2 separate regions of the Mus musculus genome follow, and region 1 is linked to region 2. Evidence: chromatin contacts called from public HiChIP or PLAC-seq data. All regions are on one chromosome and are shown on one strand. The core of a region is the stretch at or near the end of the contact, and the rest is flanking DNA. Distances in the headings are between cores, read along the strand shown.

What was found. HiChIP or PLAC-seq counts read pairs in DNA pulled down with a chosen protein or histone mark.
Region 1: a contact with region 2 is called in an H3K4me3 HiChIP or PLAC-seq map of bone marrow-derived macrophages, with 4 times the contacts expected there. The contact joins two enhancer-like sites. A contact is called at or near these places in 3 of 39 promoter capture datasets (the HPC-7 cell line and cranial neural crest), 4 of 15 datasets of contacts at CTCF or cohesin (CD8 T cells, the G1E-ER4 cell line, the NIH/3T3 cell line and 1 more), 6 of 484 Hi-C or Micro-C datasets (LSK cells, Sertoli cells, bone marrow-derived macrophages and 2 more), 4 of 115 datasets of contacts at active chromatin or transcription factors (CD8 T cells, the HPC-7 cell line, bone marrow-derived macrophages and 1 more) and 4 of 9 other capture datasets (adipose tissue, embryonic stem cells, liver and 1 more).

Annotation. Positions count from the first base shown.
Region 1 is chr11:50,080,470-50,083,897 of GRCm38.p6, forward strand. The region is part of intron 3 of Rnf130 (ring finger protein 130); the gene reads left to right. Among named protein-coding and RNA genes, the nearest start is that of Mir340, 12 kb to the left of the region's middle. Within about 2 kb of position 1,547, at least 2 of the 459 cell types and tissues checked have an H3K27ac peak or open chromatin away from gene starts, as enhancers often do. A contact at or near this core is called in bone marrow-derived macrophages, where this site is marked.
Region 2 is chr11:49,980,099-49,983,157 of GRCm38.p6, forward strand. Rasgef1c (RasGEF domain family, member 1C) reads left to right here. Exons shown (of 14, transcript NM_029004.1): 14 at 1-125. Among named protein-coding and RNA genes, the nearest start is that of Rnf130, 44 kb to the right of the region's middle. Within about 2 kb of position 1,738, at least 68 of the 459 cell types and tissues checked have an H3K27ac peak or open chromatin away from gene starts, as enhancers often do. A contact at or near this core is called in bone marrow-derived macrophages, where this site is marked.

The DNA.
Region 1 (3,428 bases), core at 297-2,796, 100 kb after region 2:
AATATGAGGACCTGTGGGAGTTTGGCCAGATGACTTTCAGCATGAGCACTGAGATTGCTTGATCCTCAATCGTGGTGCTGGAGAAATCTGAGGTCCACAAACAAAAGCATGAGATTCTTGAACTGTACATGAAAATTAAAATGAACCAAGCTTTAAACATAAGATCCATAAAGACTTTAATACCAGGACAGCAGGATCTTTGATTTGACATTGATTCTTGGATATAACCAGAAGCGCAGATAATAAAAGTAAAAGTGATAGTGTTAGATTATGTCAAAATCAAAGATTCCTCCACAGGATACAATGAACAAACTAGAAAGGCATCCTTGAAATGTAATGAAATGGTAACGTAGATTTTATAAAGCATTAAAGCACTATAAATGAAGAACTCGTACATTTCATTAACAAAAAAATGATTTTAAAAAAGGCAAAAGATGAAAACAAATTTCTCCAAAGAGAATATGAAAATGGCCAATAGACAGATGAAAGATGCATAGCCATCATTAATTAGGAAAGTACAAATGAAAAAGTCATGTTGAAGAATTACTTCATACCTGTCAGGGTGCTTAAGACAGAGAGAGGGAGAGAGAGGGAGAGAGTTATAAGAACAGCAGAAAATAACTGCTGGCATGGGTACAAGGAATGAAGCTGGTGCATTGCCAGTAAATAAGTAAATTGATAAATAAGTAGTGGATATACTATGGAAATGTGTATAATGTTTCTACAAATGATAGACATTAGCAGGAATTCAGATATATATTTTTTTTTATTTTGTTTTTTTCGAGACAGGGTTTCTCTGTGTAGCCCTGGCTGTCCTGGCACTCACTTTGTAGACCAGGCTGGCCTCGAACTCAGAAATCCTCCTGCCTCTGCCTCCCGAGTACTGGGATTAAAGGCGTGTGCCACCACGCCCAACTTCAGATCTGTTTTTTTGTTTTTTGTTTTTTCAGATATATTTTTAATAGCAACATAATAAACATTAGTCAGAAAGTTGAGGCAGCTCCAGAGTTTATCTGCACATGAATAAAATGTGATATGTGCACATATCTGTAACTCCAGCACTTGCAAAGCTTAGGCAGAGACTGTCAAATGTGATACCCACATAGGCTATGTAGCAAGAGCCTTTATCAAGAAAATGTATACACACACACAAGTGGAGCGTCATTCAGCTTCAGAAAGGAGAGAAATTCTGAGGCATGCTGCCACAGCAGTGAGCCTTGGGAAGTGCTGTGCAGAATGAAGTATGCTGGTCACAAATACCGTGTGGTTCTTCTGTAAGCTACCTAGAATACAGAAAATCATAGTAGTGATTACCAAGAGCTATGGGAGTGAGATTGGATGCAGCCACAAATATACTTAATTCACTGAGCCACAAATGTTTAAGATGGTAAATTTCATGCTACATACATGTTAATCACAATTTTTAATTTTTAAAAACTGTGAAATGAGATTAATGTATTTTGTTGATTTTATAGAATTTGAAGAAGCAGAAGGAGTGGTGCCGATAGCACAAAAGAGGAAGAATAACAGTGTACTGACAGCATGGTGGTTCACACCAGGATCTTAGTGGCTGGGAGGCTGAGGCCAAATGATTGCATGAAATTAAGGCCAGGCTGGCTACTTGTAAATTTCATGTCAGCCTTGAATATAGAGTGAGACCTTCTCTCAAATGTGATTGTGAGAGACCCAGAAATATATATACTTTTAAAAAAGCACAGTGATTTAACTGGTTAAAAATATGTATTAACTCTAAAACAGCTACTAGAATAATAGGATAAAGAATTACATAACTGAGGTCATTGAGGAGGCTCAGTCCTTAAAGGCATTTGCTGTACAAGCCTGAGGCCTGGAGTTCAGTCCCATGTATACAGACACAAAATTAATCAAAGTAAGAACTGTAAGTGTTATAACAGTGCCCAGGAGAGGAGAAGAAAAGGACATGGAGTAGGAAGCAAGTTTCAGGTGGATAGACTTACAGATTAAAAAAAGATCCACTAATCCTGGGATCTGAAATACTTGGGGTAAACACATCACTTGAAAGCAGAGATTGAGATAATGGATTTTTTTTTTTTTAAAGCAAGAACCATTTATGTGCTGCCTACTAAAAAATTTAAATATAAAAATGCATGGGCTAGGGCTGGTGAGATGGCTCAGTGGGTAAGAGCACCCAACTGCTCTTCCGAAGGTCCGGAGTTCAAATCCCAGCAACCACATGGTGGCTCACAACCATCTGTAACAAGATCTGACGCCCTCTTCTGGAGTGTCTGAAGACAGCTACAGTGTACTTACATATAATAAATAAATAAATCTTTAAAAAAAAATGCATGGGCTAAGGAGGTATTTCAGAAGCATGGCTTGTGTGAGAAATGCAAATATATAAAAAGACTTGAACGAGCCATACCTTAGAACACAAATGAAAATAAACCTTAAGTGGTTAAGTTAATTAAATTACATTAATGCCAGTGTAAAATTCAAAGCAGAGCTGTCACTGGGTGTGATGGTTTGTATATGCTTGGCCTAGTGAGTGGCACTATTTGGAGGTGTAGCCTTGTTAGAATAGGTATGGCCTTGTTAGAGGAAGTGTGTCACTGTGGATGTAGGCTTTAAGACCCTGGTCCTAACTAACTGCCTGGAAGCCAGTCTTCTAGAGGCCTTCAGATGAAGATGTAGAACTCTCAGCTCCTCTTGCGCCATGCCTTCCTGGGACTTGGTTTGTCCCAAGTTGACCTTGAACTCAGAGATATGCTTGCTTCAGACTCTTGGAATTAAAGGTGTGCACTACCTTGCCTGGACCTAAGCGTTTCATGGCTACTATGTCTCAAGATCTCCATGTCAAGATCCAGGTCAGAAGCCTATGTCTTCCAGCCTTAAGATCTGGATCACAGGTGTGTCTTTCATTTCTAGATTGTAGTTCATTCCAGATGTAGTCAAGTTGACAACCAGAAATAGCCATCACACTGGAGATCAAAGTTATTCTTAATAAAGCAGTCACTTAAACAAGAAGATGTAACAATCTTAAATGCTTAGTAACCAAGATTTACAAATGGGAGGGAGAAGTGCTGACCTGCACTGGGGGAAGACCCCAGAGGCTTCTCAGTGACTGAAGGACAGACAGCCAAAGAGCAGCCAATTACATGCCAAGTACTTACATGCCAGCAAATTCAGCCTGGTTCACATTCGTAGAGAACTCCATCCAACAAAAGCAGAATAAACATTTTAGGCCATAAAACCAAAGAGTCAATTTACACAGAATGTGTTCACTGAGTGCTTGAAATTAAATGAATCGATAACTGGAATCTCAGGAACCGTCAAATATGTGAAAATTAACCCGTGGTCTTGGGAAATCAAAAGAGAAAATGAAGGGCAGTCCTGAAAATTAAAGCAGTGCATGAAAATATACTAAGTTTTGTCCATGGTTTTTTTTGTTT
Region 2 (3,059 bases), core at 488-2,987:
GTGAAACAAGTCACTGAAACAAACCAGAGTCATGGAGTCGGCAATGTGTATATTACAACCTGCTGCCTAGCTCCCTTGTAAACTTTAGAGTTGGAGTAAACACATGTTTGTACGCCCGTCCTGCACATGAGTGTCCATATGTCTGATCCTTAGGCCCAAGATGAACTTCAACAGAGCAGGGTGCGGGGTTCCCGGATCATCCCTGGGAATGTAGTAATATACTTTTGGAACAGGGCGTGAAGCTGGAAGATGGCGCTCTCTCTCTCGGTGAAGTACCAACATGAGGACTTGAGGTTGGGTCCTCAGCAACTGTGTAAAAGCCAGGTGTTGGTGGAGCACATCTGTAGACCTGGTGTTGGGTGGGCAGAAATGCACAGCTCCCTGGAGCTCGCTAGCCAGCCAGTGACCAGTTGTTGAGCTCAAATGAGACCCTGTCTCTGTCCCTGCCTCCTGGCCACACAGACAACTTCAGGGGCCTGTGGGGAATCCTTAGAATTCTGAAAGGGTTCTGGCAGCATCCGGCCAAGATGGTCTTCTCTGCCTCCTGTAACTCCTCCCCCTCAGGTCCCCTGGGGTTTGGGGCATGCATCAGCCCTTGGGCCTTCATTGTACCCATTGACTTGTCTGCATCTAGCCTTCTGTGAACTCTGCCCAAGTGTCACTGTTTATAGTGTACATTGACACATTCCAAAGATGTGACTTTGACAGGGTGTCAGTCACTGTTTAACCATTTGACAAAATACTTGAAGAAGCTAACTTAATGAGGAGGTCTGGTTGGGTCACAGAAGGCCAGGGACACGGCACCTGAATTGACTCAGCTCTGGGAAGTGTCTTGCTGTGACATACAGGGCAGATTGCAATGTTGGAGGATTACGAGAGTAAAGGATTACGAACTCTACACAGTGCCCGAGAGCTCCTCCCCATAATCACCAAGAGGCCTCACAGAGAGAGTCATACCCTTGACTGCCACAGAGACCGAATTAGGATGTTCCTCTTAAAGCTCTTGAACCTGCTGGGGGGTGGGGTGGCACACACCTTTAACCCAGGCACTCAGAAGGCAAAAGCAGGCAGATCTCTGTGAGTTCGAGGCCAGCCTGATCTACAGAGCAAGTTCCAGGACAGCCAGGGCTACACAGAGAAACCCCGTCTTGAAAAACAACAAAACAAAACAAAAAGGTAGCTTTACACTCTGCAGTGCCAACATCCAGGTACCAAGCCTCTAACCCACGGAGCTCTGGGTGGTAACACAGTAGCCAAACCACAGTGGAGAGATGCCACCAAAATTACAAATGTTTGCTGCCTGTGGCTGCCACCCCTAGTGACTCATCTGGCCACTAGGCTCACAGACTTTTGCTGCAGAGCTGTTTGAGAGAGAAAAGATTGGAACCAGACCAGCATTCCTAAATAAGAATCTAAACTCGGTTGTCACAGGGCTCAACCTCCACAGCTGCGATAAGGGTGCTTTAGGCCCTGATAAGAAGAAATTCCCATGACCCCCAATGGTGGCTGTGGCTAGCCATACCCCACCAGCATGGCTCAGGAGTCCTGCTCAAAGCTCCACCAGCATATGTTCCTACAGCAAGGTACATGCCACCAAGTAAATGACAAGGCTCAACACTCCAACACAAGAAAATGAAGCCTTGGAGAGAGAGTGGGCTGGCAGTAAGAGAGGGGCTGGGGGTGGGGCAAGGGAGACAACAGGGCACCAGGAGAAGCCTCAGTAAAGAGTAGGCTGGCAGGTGAGGCGCTCCTGTAACTGCAGAAGGCCTCTGCGGAGTAGAGATAAGGGAGAAAGCTGGGAGACAGGAAGTAGAGGCTTTTGTGACAAGCTTTGCAACACGCTCCGAGTTATTACAAATAATACTTGGACAAGAACTGAATCTCTAAGCCAGATGGGGTTGTGGGTCTGTGACCCTAACACTCGGTTGGTTAGGCACAAGGATCAACAGTCCAAGGCCAGCCTGGGCTACATACATAGCAAGACCGTATCTCAAAAAAATAAAATAAAATAAACCCTTTCTCCCTCCAGTCCCTTGGGGCTGGGGTATGGATCTCAGTGGTAAATGACTTGCCTACAATGTTCAAAGTCCTGAGTTCAGCCCACAGCACTTCAAAAACATTCTAATAATTTGAAATGAGGGTTCCCACTTCGATGCCCAGAACAAAGAGCCTGTGGTCTTGCCTAGAGCCACGTGCTGTTAGAAAAAGCTCTGTGGATAAGGTACAGAGTGAAGTAACTATATGTGGTGAAAATGACTTCTTCTAAATCCTCTAGAAATTATCTTACATCATGGAGCAACTCAAGAAAGTTTACTCAGGGAAGTCTGCACTTTGGAGATGGATCCGTGTGTAAAGTATTTGCTGGCCAAGCACGAGGACCTGAGTTCACATCAGCACCCAGGAAAAAAGCCAGGCATAGCAGCACATATCTGTGCACACCAGCACCAGAGGAAAAGAGACGGTCAGGTCCCAGGAGCCCACTGGCCAGACAGTCTAGCCAAAATGATGAACTCCAGATTCAGTGAATCACCCTGTCTCAAAAGAAGGAAGTGGAAGCCGGGCGGTGGTAGTGTTCATCTTTAATCCCAGCACTGGGGAGGTAGAGGCAGATGAGCTCTGAGTTCGAGTCCAGCCGGATCTACAGAGTAGCTGCCAGGATATCCAGGGCTACACAGAAAAACCCTGTCTCAGGAAGTCAAAATGAACAAACAAATAAATAAACCCTGTTTCTAAAAACCAAAATAAATAAATAGACAAACAAACAAATATGAATAAAGCAGAGGCTAACAGAAGACATCAAATATTGACATCTGCACTCCATTCTCATGTACAAGTACACCCAAACACACATCTGCATCCACATGCACACACACACACACACACACACATCAAAACAAAAGAGACAAGAAAATTTACTAAAACTGTATAAACTATGAGTCTTGTGACATTTGAACCGTGACCACTTCCTCTCATGAGCAACAACACAAGTCAACTCCAAAGGGCACAGCCAAGAACACAAAGCCCGACAGGATTCAGCCCTACAAAGAAGACAGGCTGCC